2 separate regions of the Gasterosteus aculeatus genome follow, and region 2 is linked to region 1. Evidence: chromatin contacts called from public Hi-C data. All regions are on one chromosome and are shown on one strand. The core of a region is the stretch at or near the end of the contact, and the rest is flanking DNA. Distances in the headings are between cores, read along the strand shown. Region 1 overlaps kank4 (KN motif and ankyrin repeat domains 4). Region 2 holds the start of usp1 (ubiquitin specific peptidase 1).

The links. Hi-C and Micro-C count contacts between places; a contact is called where the count stands out from the background.
Region 2: a Hi-C map of skeletal muscle shows a contact between it and region 1, with 11 times the contacts expected there. The contact joins the promoter of usp1 here to the enhancer-like site in region 1. A contact is called at or near these places in 4 of 6 Hi-C or Micro-C datasets (skeletal muscle, tail fin and whole body).

The regions. Positions count from the first base shown.
Region 1 is chr8:10,368,218-10,373,851 of fGasAcu3.hap1.1, forward strand. It overlaps kank4 (KN motif and ankyrin repeat domains 4), which reads right to left. Exons shown (of 9, transcript XM_040184043.2): 7 at 5,509-5,634; 8 at 5,241-5,383; 9 at 2,653-4,827. The coding sequence ends at 4,228. Among protein-coding and RNA genes, the nearest start is that of usp1, 53 kb to the right of the region's middle. Within about 2 kb of position 3,739, at least 4 of the 9 cell types and tissues checked have open chromatin away from gene starts, as enhancers often do.
Region 2 is chr8:10,421,213-10,426,886 of fGasAcu3.hap1.1, forward strand. It overlaps usp1 (ubiquitin specific peptidase 1), which reads left to right and starts at 2,597. Exons shown (of 9, transcript XM_040183396.2): 1 at 2,597-2,732; 2 at 3,196-3,428. The coding sequence starts at 3,262. It overlaps kank4 (KN motif and ankyrin repeat domains 4), which reads right to left and starts at 3,255. Exons shown (of 9, transcript XM_040184043.2): 1 at 1,519-3,255.

The sequences.
Region 1 (5,634 bases), core at 2,489-4,988:
AGATCCATAGAGAAGGAAGATTTCATTATACATAAGCATGCACATTGAACTGTAACATCTATTCAGTATATTTTCAATGACTTACCTTTTTCTTTTGCCTGAACACCTTTTTACAGTAGAAGTTTCTTAGTCGTGATGGGTCAAATGTCCTTAAGCCATCGTTACATTTAGTTAAGCGCAATAGTCTAATACTAGAATATAACACCGACAGTATTTCTACTTTTGACACGATATTTGTTGTGACGACCAGTTCTCCACTTTCAGTTTCACACACTTTCACACTTGATGACAAAGAGACTTTTCGTTCTGTCAGTTGGTGTGGTCTTACCACAAAGTTATTCCACCATCTGCTGGTCACTGCGTTTTACTACATTGTATTGTGACTTTGGAGGTAAAGCCCACATGCAGAATCGTGCTCGGAATCAATAGAAAAAAAATCCAGTTCACACAAAAATCTTTGATATTAATATGTATTTATTCAGAAGTAGTTCTCTGGTTTTGCCACATATAAGCCTGTTGTTCAAGGGATATTACAGAGAGGTACATGTTTTTATTTTTGACTCTGTCATGTACATAATCTCATCCAAACCAATGAGAAATGCCAGTATAGCTTTAGCCGGTGTCAATACTGCTTTAGAGTTTACGTTTACCCAGAAATATCAAGGGTAAAATTAAAGGGCACATGACGCAGTCAAAACCATGTCCACATCACACATGTACTTCACCACCCTGCCAATCCATGGTACGCTAGATAATCACATCATCAGGGAACACTCTGCATCATTCTCAATCATTCAATTTCCCCTTCAACACAATCACTGGAATATTTGTCCATGCATACATAAGTATACTATATATGGTAAAAAATATAGCATTTGGAATAAATACTTGTATCATTTATAGAGCAAACCTTCAGACAATGCTTGTTATATATTTGTCACAATACTGTCTGTACACGATTTTTGATTATTTTTGATTACTAAACAGATAAAACTATATATTCAACCCCATGTGAAACCGATTTAATTTCAGTTCTTTGGTGTTGAGCCAGTAATGAAACCGTTTCAGATCTGGGTCACACTGGATTAAACATATGGATGTGATTCACTTCAAGACTTAATACACGAGCACGGAAGACCAGATATACCAGATATTTCACACAGCACCGATTGGATCATCGTTTAGCCGTCTGTCTAACAGGAAGCATCAATGTGCCTCAGTGTACAGACAACCAGAAATGATCACATGTGCTGCGATGATTTAAAATAAGTTATTTCTGATCCTGTTTTAATGCAAGACTCATTGTTGAGGAAATCTTTGCTACTTTGTTACAAAACAAATGATTTGATTACTAAAGCCACTGTTGAAAATATCCCATTATTGCTTAAATTAATCCATTCTCTATATTACTACATAAACGAGATACGTCATATAACAAGTATATCTTCACGGGGATTCCGTAAAGAATCATTTTAGCATCCACAAAAACAATGTCTGGGAATGAGAGACTGAGCGGTCAGATCACACGGCAGCTCGTAAAAAGAAAGGCGATTATCTCAGAACTGGACAGCGTTTGCACGGCGCCGTCTGCACCTCAATGCAGATTGGCCTCCCGCAGATCACACATGGCAGTTGTTAATGTGAGTGGTATTCACCTTCAAATGCCACCTCCAGTGACCCCAGCAATTAACCCGGTCAGACAGAGAACATGTGGCTGATGTCGTCTCTGGAGGAGTTTCCTTTAAGAAGTAACTGGACAATATCATTAGATTTATCTTGTCATGGAGACTAAAGGTTTACAACAGAAAGCCTGTGTTACAAACTCGAGGCAGTACCCAATTAGTTGACAATGTTACTTCCAAAAGTCTGTTAAACAGAGCATTTAATTAACTTTTGTTTCAGTTACTGTGGAACGTTACCGATCTGTTGATAACATTGTCTGCTGGGCGTTTTCCGCAGGGGTCACTGAAGGTGAGCTGTTACGTTGTAAACATTGAATCAAACCAGAACTTCTGTTCAAAGATTCTTTAGAAATATGGGTGTGCGTTTGTTTAAAATAGAAGAAGACGACGACCACACTCCCTGGAACACATCTTATCTCTAAGATGTGACATCGTCATCTGATTAAGGCTGGACCAGAGTTCCTCCCCCTAGAGGTTTAGGATTTAAAAGTTAGCATCGATATTGCTTCTTTCCGCATTGCAGCAATAAAAAAAAACTTGTTTTTGACATATCGTTTTGAAATTATGAATTACTTGAAGCGGCATCGAATTGTTAGTCATTTGAGAACAGGCAGACCAGACATTTGTTGTAAAGATTAAGTGTCTTTAGTCGCACATGGTGAACAATTATTTAGTCCCATGATCCAAGCCGGTACAGTTATACTTGCTAGATTGTTTTCTCGGAATGTATCATAGTCGGCCTGACATTCATTGTGCATTTTGTAGCAGTTGCATACAGGATTGGATTTGAAATGAGAAGGCAAACAAGACACATATTGTATTTGAACTGAGGGACCAAGAGGGAGAGAGAGAGACGCTTATCATGAAAACAGTATTACAACATACTGTTGTTCGTTTAGTATTAAATGCCAGCCAGTAGGGAGAGTAACTGTGTATCGTCATGCAGCACCTTCTGAACTGAACAATCTTCTTATTAGAAAACGTTTGTCTTTCTTTAATCTGGTAACATTGTGGTTATAAAAATTCGTAACATAGAAATGTTCAACAGAAAACATTTTCACCCATGTCCCTGTATCTGGAAAAACATCATTACTATGGCAAAAACAATACAATAATTATTGTTTAATATCCACTGAATGATGGGAAATTTACCTGGACACTCTATTCTATAATTATATAACATCTTTTTTATAATTCACACTTTTAGACACTTTTATATGGTTTCTTAGAGAGGACTATTTCCTTTACACAAACACAATAAAAAAAAAGTGCAGCAGAAAATACAGTTTTCTTTGTTTCTGTATGAGTATAATGCATTCGAATAACATTCTACATATATGGTGTGTATCATTTCTCAATCATTTCCATATTCAAATATGGAAATGATAATGCCAATCTCATGAAGGAAAAATAGAAATTATGTCATATTTAATATTATATATTTGAAAGGTAGATCATGTGCTTAGTATTTTTGCTTGAAGAGCTCGTTGATAAGATAAGAAGCAGACGTTTTTAGAGCATCTCTTCATCCACTTGCGATTCGGTCCGTCCCTGCTGCCCTTTAATATTCTCACCCTGTCTCATATGTGATTTCCTGTCAATTGTCACCATGGCAATGCCTTATCATCAAATCCACAGGGTCTCATTTGTTGTCTATCCACTGAGTGGTTAAATGCAGCATTTCCATAAACACCCACAGGGCCTCAGCAAGCGAGTACATCCACTTTTTTCACTCTGCATACTAAGTCTTGTATGGTGTCCTCCTGTCTGTAGTTCATTTGAGTGAAATCCTTTTTCCTCTTTGTTGGTGGGCAAAAAGTTGTGTAAATTGTGCGGTTGTTGGTTGGAGAGCGAGAGTGGTTTGGATGTCACTGGAGGTCCGTGGTAAAAAAGGACTCGGGGCCTCGGGTTTCAGCGTGGGCCTTCAGAAGGTCACGTATCTCTTGGTGGGCGGCTCCCTCTGCCACAGATCGCGCTGTCTGTCCATTCTGGGGAAACACAAAACGAATTGTCACAGTTTCAAGAGTATTGCAGGAACTCATCATATCCTGACAGTGGCAGTGTTGTGTTGCTCTCTCTCTCTAGCAACTTCACATTATAGTCTATGTGTATTTACTGCAACTGCCCCAATGCAGGCAATGCAACTTAGCTGTAAGATCATTGGAAGAGCTGGGTCCAGTATCAGGAAATAGGGTTTTAGAATTTTTCTCTTCTTGCAATGCCAGATACGTTGTAAAGCTCATCTAATCATTTTCTCCTCTGCAAGGATTAAAATAATAATATTCGCTGACAAGTTTCTCGGCATCAATTACCTACGAAATAGGCCAGGTTACAAAATATACCGTGGGAGGTTATTAAGGAAATGCCTGAAGGCCTGCACGACATTAACATCCATGTGATCAATCTAAACACCGGTAAAAACATAACCCTAACCCCTAACCCGTCATCATCATGGCATGAGTTATCCTCTGAGGTCGCCGGGCAGCAAAAACCGCTCCAGAAATGCTTCAATGTTACAGTAGCCTTCAACGCAGCAACGTGTTGATTAAGGAGTGACATTACTGTATTGCCGCCGTGATATGGCGTTATCTGACTGCGCACCTCGAGCTGTGGAGGAGAATCGACCCTCTGGAGCAATCAATAGACTACCAGGTACAACAATCAATCTCCATTGTGTGGGCGAGGCACCGTCTGCTCTAACCGACGCTGCACGCGACGCAGCCCGATGTCTAGTTATATATTCCATGTATGTGTGTGACCCCGGTGGCCTTTTTGCAACACGGCAGGCAAATAAATAGGTGTCGAGGTGAAGCAGCGATGGCGGTCCTCTCAGTGAATAAAGTGCCCTCGTTGAGTTGAGCCTGCTGATATTCTCGTCTTCTTGGATGAAGGTGAAACAGCGCAGTTGGCAGTATACGTTGTACTTTACGGTACAGCGGTGCACCTTGTCCGTGAGGGTGCTGTCACAGCGGCCCGTCTCCAGCAGCATGCGAACGATGTTGGTGTGTCCGTGTTCGCTGGCACACATCAGGGCCGTGGAGCCCTCTCGGTCCTGTGCGTTTACATCCGCACCGCAGCTCAGGAGCAGCTTTACCATGGCAACGCGGCCATGGCTTACCGCGAGCATGAGCGCCGTCTGGCCCGCCTGGAGAAAGAGGAAGAGATACGGAGAATTAGAATTAAATGGGGGAGAGGGATTTTATGATGGAGAGATAACGAGATGCGGGTTCGGAGATGAGGGAGGAAGTAGATAAAGAAGAAGAGATGGAAAATTAAGTGAAAAGTGGAGGGAAAAAAAGTGTAAGATTGCATGCTGTTACATTTTGTTCGGTTTGCACTGCAGATGTCAATAAAAAGTTGTTGAAAATATTCCAGTGAAGAGAGCCACTTGTAAAAATGTCCAAAGATACAGTCATTTCCCCCAGAGGAGTTATTCAATCCCCATAACTGAAATACAACCCAATGTACAACACGTCAGACGACAGAGATAATCCTTCAAAATCCAGTCTGCTCAGCGCGCCCAATGATTTCGTGCAGGCATGTATGTATTGATATTACCTGTCTGGAGCACGCATTGACGTCACCCATTCTCAACAGCTGTTGTGCAACCTCCAGGTCGTCAGAGCTCTCGGCAGCTGTCAGTGCAGCAAGCATCACGGGAGTGTAGCCTGCCTTGTTTACATTGTCCGTCTCACACAGACCTGGAAACAAAATGTTTTAATAAAATACAGCGTTTGCTGCAATCCTTTTCATAAACTCCGTATTCAAGCTCTTCTGCTTCATTCACCTGAGTTTTTCACTGCGTGTGTGTGTGTTTGCATCTCACCGGTATCCAGCAGCAGTTTGACCACGGGGAAGTTTGAATGTGACACACTGTAGTGGAGGGCCATGTTCCCGTTGCCGTCGGTTAAATTGACTACGTATGGCAGGAGGGTGGGCGTGGTGAAGCCCA
Region 2 (5,674 bases), core at 1,347-3,846, 52 kb after region 1:
GGTCAAATAATGTTTGCCCCAATGTCTGGAAAAAAAGAAGGTACATATTGTATACAGGCGGGTTTGTGGTTGAGAGGTAATTTAAACTTCAGGACATTCTTGGTGTGCACCATTGCCCGTCGCTCAACATGCTTTAATTTTCCCTGCAGTGATCCCCTCCTGGGAGAGAAGATGGGTGGAGGCTGTAGAGGGAGGGGGTCATGTCATGGGCCAGGACTTTGAGCTGCCACACCGCCAACCTCTGCTGCTCCGGGCGTGAGAGCTCTGTGTCTCCTGGGACAAAGCCTGCCTTGATAAAGGCCAACTCCATTGCCTACATGGAGAATGGTCCTCATTACTCCTGCGGGTTAGGGGTTACATTCCTGTTGGGTGGGCCGATATGAGCTGGTATTTTGGAAATACTTGAATTCACAGCAGGTTGCAGTTTATACAAAATCCAGGCGAAACAGGTGGATTTTCTTTAGATTTTGTGTCATCTGAAAAACAGCGAACGATATCCCACAACGGGGCGGCTGTGGATTTCAGTGGGAGTACAATTCCGCCCCCATCTCATTTTGTTCCATGTATGTCAAGTGACCTTGCGCACTGTACAACAATTGTGTTTGCCTCCACTGTGTAAAGTATTAGCCAATCAAAAACCTAGTTAGTTCGGGACACGGGTGACATAATCTGCATTGTTTAGAGAGTATGCAAAAATGATGGTATCAGGAGGTGATGAGGGAAGTGAGACGCGGTAATCCCTCTTTAAAATGCATCCCCTGGTTAGGCTTTAGATGGGATGTGAGAGAACATAACACCTCCCCACCGGTGTTAAATCTGTGAACACCCCCTCCTGGTTATTACATGTGTAATTAATTCTACCACTAGGCAAGTGTCCATTAAACTATGAGTGGAGTTTAAAATTATCCCAAGAATGAAGTATGTGCTTCTGGTGAAGAAACACACTGATTTAAAGCCAGAGCAGAACTGGAGATTGCAAAGATGAAACACATGGATGGTGACGCTGACAGCATTTGCTGCAGCTCCATCACTACCACAGGGCTACAGTCCTGACTGCCCCCCTTCCACTACGGAATCAGCATCTCTGCTGCAACACCACTTGATCACCAAGCCAGAAAATGAATAGTGATTCCGGAAGCTGAGGCACAGTAGGTAGCTCATGACCATCGACACATTCTTGTTGCTGACCAAGCAACCCCCCCCTCTGCAGCTGCAGCGGCGGCTCGTCCTGCACAACCCCGAAGACCACCACATGCCAGAAAATGCCTACACCGCCTGCGTGAAAAGGAAACGACACACATTTTTCTTACTTGCTTTGCCTTTGCATGCAATTGTTTTGATGAAGAACGCACGCCCGCAACATCACTCTGACGCCTTATGGAAAATCAACACACTTACAACCGAGACACATGAGCCGAAGGCGAGGATTCAATCGACCACGCTTGCGGTCAGCCTTTACAGCTGATTTTAGTTCATCTAATGACGCAGAAAGCTGTAAAAACCGCAGTTGTGTCTTACCTCTATATTCGCGGAGGGAAAGCTTCTGCTGACTGTCAGATGAGGAGATGCTCCGGCGGAGGTGGGAATGATGTTCGACACTTCCACCGCCGTTTACAGCTACAATGTTGCCCCCTGCCGGTTGAAGGTGGATATCGCTCCGGAACGCTGTGATCGGAGGTCAGGTCCTTCTGTTCCGATTGTTATTGTTAATGAAACGTGTTCCCAAAGTCAGTTGAAGAGAGAATGTTGTGTCCACGCGTCTGAGTAATTAAACAACAGACAAATTGTTTTAGGGCTGAGTGGCTTTAACAAGAGGCGAAAATCTTTAAAAAAATAAAGGCCAAAAAAACATGAAAACTTCTGTCCTTTCCTTGTGAATCCATTAAACTTTTTTCCAAAGCAATACAGACCTAATCTAGAACAATCTATTTAAATGGACCTGGGGATCCAACGGTTATCTGGGCGCATGTGATAAAGAAAGGCAGACTCCATGTTTATATAATACATAGTAAATCTATGTGGAGGTTCAAACCTAAACTATGCTGAGTTCTTAGTAACAGTATCACTGGTTAGTTTTGTTACGCTTTTAAATACATTGGAGTACTACCTTTCAATCCAAATTGCCGAGCACATGACCCGTTCTGTTTCCTGTTAAGCCCGGATGGAAGAAGTAACTTTTGTTTTCATTTATTTAAGTTCGGAAAACACATAAAAAGGGGACGTTCAAGTTAAAGTCCTGCATGAAATGATTTTACAACTTTTAATTTTTTTTTGTTGAATTTCACTTTCCAATAAATATTGCCTTACGTATGTCTTTTAATTAAGGAAGAATCCTTCTTTTTCAATCTAATTTGAAGCACCTTGATAAAGGACTACAAAAATGGCTTCGAAACGAGGCCATGTGGGCCTAAAATAGTTAGGTGACTTAATCAAAGCCTGTGGCCTGAAATTTCTGCTGATAGAATTTTACAAACGTATTTGATAATTTAAAGGATTTTTTTATGCCTCCAAAAATACGTTTAATTGCAAGGCTGATCATTATTTGGACATTTCTTTGCGATGTTTTGATTTCGTGTCGGCGCTTCGCGGGCAGAACAGATGACTGCGGGTCTTCCGGTTTTCCGTCAGAAAAAAGCGCCAACTTCTGCTGCGCCGTCCGGCTGGCAAACATTATTGTTGACTGGATACTCTGTGAAATACATTAAGACTTCGCGCTGGATCGACTTGTTCAAGTAAGAGTGTACACGCGTCACGGGGGGGGGTTCGTAGCTTGTGTTTTTGGACTGTAAAAAAAAAAGAAGAAAGATTACGTGCTGCCGTTTTTACAACCACGCCGCTCTGACCCACTTTCGTCTCCGCGCTGCGCGATAAACCGCAGCTCGTTCCTGACGTCAGTTGCCGGTGTAAACGGCTCTATTTCGGATTGAACGTGGCTTTGCTAACGAGAGAGCCACCAGCACGTCACCGCAGACTAACGCGAACACGTTATATAACTCGTTGTTCACTCGATTGAAGCGGACACGTCTCTAGTTCCCGCTAGCTAACGCTAGTGCGGTTAGCTAGCGTCAGTCGACAGGTCGTTGACCGTATTCAAATAACGTTACAACCAAACTCATCGCGTAGTTTAGGTTTCGTTATCGTTGAACTCCGATGGCGCCCATTTGACGTTACGCCGCGTTTCTCTCCTCTCGCCAGTGAGGTGCGCTGTTGCGTCTCCGTGAAGACCAGCATCGGCCCGAGGGGACGTTTCGCGGGAGAAAGATGCCCGTCCTGCAGGGGGAACACGTCGCGGCGGCGGGGAGCCCCGTCAAGAAGAGCAAACTCTCTCTCAAGTACCACCAGAAGAAGGAAACCAAGCGGGTTTTGGACTTCTCCGAACCTCAAGCAGATGAGCCCAAAGCAGTTGAGCAAGTGGAGCCTGAGGCCAGGTGGGTAATCTGTGTTGTGTGGTCGAAGGTCAGAACACCTTTGTTGAGGCGAAGCTGGGTCAGACTCTCTGCTGCTCTTTGCCCAAAACATGCCAGAGAGTCATTCAAACACATTCACCCCAACATTTTAATCGTAAACAAGTCCTTTAACCCTGTAACACCCATTGTTGTAAAATTACAACGTTACATTTAACCATCCTTAAAAACAATGTTATTTTTTATGTTTACTACATTTACATAGTCATTCGGTCCTATTGTTCAGTCTCACAATGCTATTGGATTATACATTTGTTTATAAATCCCGCCTTATGGCCATGAACTCACAACATCTCAAGGTTTCCTTCGAACAACATCTTTGTTTCAAAGGACTGGATTCATCACATTCAAGTAAGTAAAATGTCTTTTATATATTTTTTGGTTATTATAATGTCTAGAGCATGTACATATGTAGTTATTGTGTAATAAATTCATCAAATTTCATTTAGAGCTTGTTATATACTTGTTGCACTTATACAACACTGGGTGAGTGAGGTAGTCAAAATAGCTGGCTTGTTGCAGTGGGCTCAAACAGGTTGTATTCCCTCCACTACACCACTGCCTGAAAGAGTATTTTCTTATACATGGACAGTATACCTGTACATTCTACTCTTTTGTTGTGTTCTGGTCACATTTGGCTGATTTTAAAAGTTGTATCTCTGAAAAGTAGTTCATTTGATCAGACTGACCTAAAATTCCAGAGGATATCAACAGACCATTCAGTTCTGGGAAAGGTGAACATGTTCCTGAATGTGGGGTGTTAATGTAAGTGGGGGTATGCATGCTTTCCTTTTAGTATGATAATTAGAGCGCATAACAAGCAGTATTGTTTGACTAAATGGCTGGTGATTGGGATGCATGTTTCATTTAGCATGATAAGTAGACAGCATAGGCTATGCCATTTACATTTAGCAGACAGCAACAGGTTAGAAAGAAACTTACAATAAACGGACAGTATTGGAAAACATTTCTACCCTGAGCACTTGGTCCACCAACCTATTACTTCAGGTTATGTACTACAATATAAAAAGCAGCATATTTATACATGTTAATTAATTGTTTTATTTTCAGAATGCCACCAGCAAGGAGAGCGTTGCGATACAGTGTGCAGGATGTGATTGATTCCATCCAAAATGGTGACAGGGAATTTGAGATGGACCTCAATGACACTGATGAAGACTCAGATGAAGATGTCTGTCAACAAGTGGACAAAGAAAACCAACCACCCATGGACTGTCCAGCTGATAATTACGTGGACATCGAGCCACAAACAAACAAACAAACACACCATGCCCCCTGACAGGTATCGCTGGCTGAAAAAAGATTTCATCAGTCCCAACACTGATCTTTCTGGTCTGGATATCACAGGAGATGACATTTCCCTCCACACACCATGGGAATACTTCAAGAAGTTTGTGTCCAAAGACATGATTGAGGCTCTGACACAAAACACAAATGAGTACAGCTTTCAGACGGAAAATCTGTAAACACCACTGTACAGGAAATTGAAAAAATGTTTGGCATGTACCTGAAGATGGGCCTGGTACAAATGGCTGGAACCCGTATGTATTGGGAGACAGAGACACAGTGCTCCCCTGTTGCTGATGTGATGCCACGCAACAGATTCCAATCCCTGTTGACATCATTACATTCAACATGACAGTATCTGAGACGGAAAAGAAAGATAAACTATGGCTTGATTCATTCAGAGAGAAATGCCTGCAGGTGGTACCAGAAGAGCACAACTCTGTGGATGAGATGATGATTCCTTTCAAGGGGAGGTTCAGCAGCATCAAGCAATATATGCGAGGCAAGCCAAACCCATGGGGATTCAAAGTGTTGGTGAGAACTGGAATCTCTGGCATGATGTGTGACTTCGATGTCTACCAAGGCAGTGTCTACCAAGCCAAACCTGAACTTGGATTGTCAGATGATGTTGTGATGAAACTTGCTTCCACACTTCCAGAAAGTCAGAACTACAAAATCTATGTAGACAACTACTTCACCTGTGTTCCATTATTAGTAAAGCTCCTTGAACGGGGAATTCATTATGTGGGACCAGCCGGGCAGGTGCGCTTACCCAACTGTAACCTTGAAGACGAGAAGAGTTTGAAGAAAAAGGGGAGTGGAAGCCATGATGTCAGAGTGGAGGGGAATCACAACATCTGTGCTGTCAAATGGTATGACAACAGGGCTGTCACACTTGTGTC